2 separate regions of the Lactuca sativa genome follow, and region 1 is linked to region 2. The links are chromatin contacts, called in public Hi-C maps. All regions are on one chromosome and are shown on one strand. The core of a region is the stretch at or near the end of the contact, and the rest is flanking DNA. Distances in the headings are between cores, read along the strand shown.

Evidence for each region. A called contact is a pair of places that touch in the nucleus more often than the background predicts.
Region 1: a contact with region 2 is called in a Hi-C map of leaf, with 8 times the contacts expected there. The contact joins the promoter of LOC111919091 here to the promoter of LOC111919089 in region 2. A contact is called at or near these places in 4 of 4 Hi-C or Micro-C datasets (bud, leaf and seed).

The regions. Positions count from the first base shown.
Region 1 is chr7:167,214,545-167,217,244 of Lsat_Salinas_v11, reverse strand. It overlaps LOC111919091 (probable beta-1,3-galactosyltransferase 2), which reads right to left and starts at 1,344. Exons shown (of 11, transcript XM_023914705.3): 1 at 882-1,344; 2 at 319-379; 3 at 150-223; 4 at 1-43. The coding sequence starts at 1,006.
Region 2 is chr7:167,070,922-167,073,621 of Lsat_Salinas_v11, reverse strand. It overlaps LOC111919089 (protein RRP6-like 3), which reads left to right and starts at 1,277. Exons shown (of 11, transcript XM_023914703.3): 1 at 1,277-1,814; 2 at 2,086-2,330; 3 at 2,414-2,512; 4 at 2,593-2,676. The coding sequence starts at 1,604.

The sequences.
Region 1 (2,700 bases), core at 95-2,594, 140 kb before region 2:
AGCTAATTCCATCTCTAAGCTCGATATTGTTTTATCTAATGTCCTACATTAAATAAAAAAAGAAACCGACATTAAAAAAAATCACACTTATTTCATATCCATAAAAAAATAATAAAAGTTGTGACAATATCAATTATCAATCAACTTACTGTATGGCTTGATGCGTCTTTGATACCTCCCCAAATATCTGTTTGGAATCGCGCTTTACGTTCTTCATTTGTAACTAAACAAACCCAAAACAATTAATTTGGAAAAAATAAATATATATTAATTAATTTCAAGATTTCTTGAATTTAGTCAAATAGTCAAAATACATACCTTTCGTAGATCACAACCTTCTTGAACCAATTTGAGGCCTTCGGATTCTAAAGCAGTTGGTCTTGTAATAAGTTTAGAGTCAGACACTGTCCACATTCTGTAACCAATTTCTTGATAATTTATAAATCCAACATCATTGTAAAATACAACGAATTTATTTCTATATTTCCAAAAAAGGGATTGTTTAATTTTTGCCTTGGTCCACTGGGATTTAATTTGTTTGAGAATTGAGAACATGATCGAGTTGAAGAAATCAATGAAGTAGAACGAAATTGAAGAATAAAGATAGAGTACAAGACACCATAAATTAGATCTGTAAGGTGAAGAATATTGAGAAAATAACTAAAAACGGAAAGACACCATGTAACACCAGTACTATGGTGAACAGTTTCGTTGTATTTGTTCTAAGAGGAAAAAAATCAAACAGTTGGTGTGCATCTTTAAACATAAAGAAAATTTTCAAAATCAAAGCTTGTTGTCGTATCAAGAACAGCGTAAATTCTACACCCAACAAAGAGAGAATCAAAAGTTTTTTTAATAGATAACCAGGATCATGTATGTACCTATTGGTGAAGAGTAATCCAACACAGAAACTGCCGATACATAATAAAAATGTCCATTTTGGGGATACAAGGCTTCTTGAAGCTTGCTGATCTCCTCTGCTTTTCATAATAAATTTTTCTTTCATTGTAGAACTAACCTCTCCCCCAATGAACACGGCTTATTCAACGAAAACCATTTCTGAAGCACCCAGAAGAAGCAGACAAATTCCCAGTTCAAATTCCAATGAGAATAACACAAACAATTTGAAATTTTTAGCTCTGAAGAACAGAGGGAAAGATAGAGAGATGCTTTCAGAATATATAAAGAGGTAGGCTGTACTTATTCTAGTTGGGACCTTTCTTTATCCCGCTTGTTTTTTGCGCTCTCTCTCTCTCTCTCTCTCTCTCCCCTTCCATATATACCATACTCTCTCGCCTCTTTCTCCCTCTCTCTTCTCTTTGCAGGGAAGGGACGTCCAACAGAAGTGAGAGAAAGACCCACGAACTACTCAACCCTGTACTATTCTAAAATTACTAAATGGTCCTTTATTTATAGAAAGGTCGGTTTCAACCTATTTATATGTAAATTTCAGTTTTCATCCATTAGATTTAAACTTGGTTGATAACACGTCCAATCGATATGAAACTAGGGATTGTAACTAAAAAAGTGAGTAAACTATTTATACTTCAAAGTACAATTTCCGACATGTTTATAAAAAACATAATGATTTGGGTCATAAGTTATTAATAACTAGTAGAGAAGTAAAATCGTAAACCTCAGTTATAACAAACAAACAAATATATATATATATATATATATATATATATATATATATATATATATATATATATATATATATATATATATATATATATATATATATATATATATATATATATATATATATATAGAGAGAGAGAGAGAGAGAGAGAGAGAGGGGGAGATGTGAGATTCGATAAGAACTCATAGTTTTCTGAGAACCTGAAAACTAAGGATGAAACATTAAATCAAAATTAACTCATTAAAGCCTTGTTCGTTATCTTAGCAATCTCATTTAATGTTTAATTTTTTGTATTATTGAAAATATTAATAAAAATGTGTAAAAATATAACATAATAAATCAAATTTTTGGAACTTCTTTTTAAATAATAATTTTTGATTTTTTTTAAAAAAATGCATAGGTTTTAAAAATTTTAAAAAACATGAGTTTTTTTAAAAATGGTATTTTTTTAAAAAACAAAGAAAATTTTTTAAGAAAACTATAATATATAAAAAAAAACTATAATTTAAAAAAATCAATATTTCAAGTGCATATATGCATATTTCTTATACTATAATATCCGTAAGTAAATCATTAGAAAAAATTATTTACTAATCTATAAAAACAAATAGTACAAGTATTTTATTTGATACAAAATAAAATATAAAAAATAAAAAACACTATTTGATTTCATTGTTTTCATTTCTTCGTATCAAGATTGCATATTTCTTCAAATTATCATTTTTCAACTCTTCAATATTTTCCACAAATTCTTTCAAATCTATAAGAAAATTCAAAAAATAATTAATGCAAGAATACTCATAAAAATGCATATGTATATATCATTTAAGATTCACATATGATTATATAATATGATATTTCACATGTAGTTGTATCTTTTAATATTCAAGTGTGAAATTCACAAGAAAATTTAAAGAGAAAATAATTAACGAAGTACACTCACACAAAAATGCATTTGTGTATATGGACATAATCCATATGTGATTCACATGTAAATCACAAGTGAATCACATATGAATTGCATGTAAATCACATATAAATTACAATATGAAATATAT
Region 2 (2,700 bases), core at 28-2,527:
ATATTTTTATAAATATTTAGTTTTAAATACAAATACAAAACATATATTTTATATTGTGCCGAACTTGATCTGCGCATAAAGCGAGGAAATTCCAGCAATTTAGGACAAGTCCAACATATGAAAAATTACGAATTTCTTAATAAAATTTCTTCTTTTTTGGACGAAAATAATCACGTTTTGAAGATTAGACAAAAAAAAAAAAAAACTGTTGCAATTAATATTGATTATAAAGGGTAAACATAAATCATATTGGTGTTTTTGGCAATGAGCATTTGAAAGCTTCTAATTTTTAGATCTAAAAGAAAAAAGAAAAAAAAAAAGAAAAACAAAACTCGATTAAAAAAAAAGTTTCGTTTGAAAGTACGAGTGTTAAACTTTTAATTTAAACAAAAATTTAAAATATAAAAGTTACTTCATCTATTCTTTAAGAAAATATTATTAAGCTTTTTAGTCGATTTCCAAAATTGTTCTTAAAATATATTGATATATTTTTTTTTATACAATTGGTTTTTATGTAATTTAACATATTTTAAAAGTTTCAAACTATTTTTATCAAACAATTAAAAGTTACACTTTCAACTAAAAGTTATTCACTACCAACTACTAATTTCCAATACCGATTAGTTTTGACCAAAAATATCTCTTTCTTTGAACTAACTATTTATTTTTGTATTCTTTAATTCTCAATATAATCAATTCCAAAAGTGATCGTCCAAAAAAATATCAGAAAAATGGGTAATCATAGACGGAAAATTACTTAATATTGATCAATGAATAAATTAGTTGATTTGACCGATTTGTAATTATGTTTTTGTTAAGCTTATACTCTTGAGATTATGCACTAAGATGAAAAAGGTAAAAATGAAATATTATTCTAATATAACGTCATGACCACAACTGATAATGCCAAAGTTATGGGCCAACTTTTGTTACCATTATCGGCCTTCTAGTATTTCGGTTGTATACGTTTAGTGACATATGGAAGGACAATTAATTGATTTAACGTTTACCAACTAACGTGCCATACCCGACCATATGTTTTGTACGACGTCGTTGTATCGTTGTCAATTTATCATATGCACCCCCATATTATACCATTAATATAGTCTCCTATATAGTAAAGACCCAAATCTTTATTAGCGTATCATTTGCCTCTATATTATACCATCTATGTTTTCATATGCCACATACAATTGTCGAATGTCATTGAACGTAGGCTTACACAAATATTATGTATCGTAAAGTTTAATGACATCTTTACAAAACATATAACACTTTCATGTGTGATTATTGCAAAAATATTCTTATCTAATAGCCATAGTACATAGTTGAAAATTCATTATTTTGCTCGTATAGCCCGGATTTTAGGTTTGATATGGGCCATGATTGTAGCCCAATGTTTTTATGTGGGCCGGACCGGTTTTCAACTGGGTCGGAAATAATTTGATAGATCCAAAATGTTAGCCCGTTAACCCGTTCGGTGGAGCCGATATTGAAGTATTGAACCACCGTTAAACCTCTGAATGTTCTTCCATTTTTTCTTACCAACAGGCCGCCATTATCGTCAACCTTTGAAGCTCTTCGTAACTAGCAGGGATTAAAAATGGAGAACAAGGATAAGATCAAAATTGCAGTTACGATATCATGTCTTGCCGTGGTTTCAATCCTACTGGCGAACAAATTTCGGAAACAGCGAAAACGAAAACAGAACATAGGCTCTTGTTACTTGAAATCAGAAGCAAAACCTCAACACAATTTTAAGCGTGTTTTGGCCAATAATTCGTACTCTCCTTTCAAGCACCTGAAGCTCGACGGTAATGTATTGTTAAATTAATTTTGTTTTTGGAATTGGAGTATTGATATAAGCTATAAACCCTAGCTGGAGTTTCTAGGTGTTTTATAAAAATCTAATTTTGATTGTATCTCTTGATACATTGAGATTTTCCTCTTGTAAGTGTTGCAACGATCTACCTCAGTTCGTTATTTGTAACGACTGGTTTTAATGGTTACTCGTTTTGGCATGTGTAATTTGTTATGGCAATGTATTGATGATGTGTCTATTGAATGTCGACTTTTGATAAACAGATGACAGCTCTCCGGATTTGCATCCGTATGAGTCAGAGATCAAGGCTCTGTTGGAGAAACCTGAGCTAGAATTTGAATTTTGCAATGGAACTATGGATATGGACATGAGTGATACATATGTTTGGATTGATAATGAATCAAAGTTGAAAGAGCTTGCACAGGTTTTAAGTAAAGAAAAAGTGTTTGCTGTGGATACTGAACAACACAGCTTAAGGTCGTTCTTAGGGTTTACAGCCCTTATTCAGGTGGGACATATAATTCTTCTTCAAGAAGTAATAGTATTCAACATTCATGTTCTAATGCTTTGTGTTTATGTTCTCAATTATAGATTTCTACAAGAGAGGAAGATTATTTGGTGGACACCATTGCTGTTCATGATTCTATGGGAATTCTTTGCCCTGTATTTGCCAATCCCAATATATGCAAGGTACTTCTTTGGCATGTGCTTCATTTTTATCTGATGTTATCTCTCTTCATGTTATAATGCCTTGTGGTTTGCTTGTCTAGGTATTCCATGGTGCTGATAATGATGTTATATGGCTACAAAGGGATTTCCATATCTACGTAGTAAACTTATTTGACACTGCAAAGGTAAGGTTTAGCATTTGTTTCTTC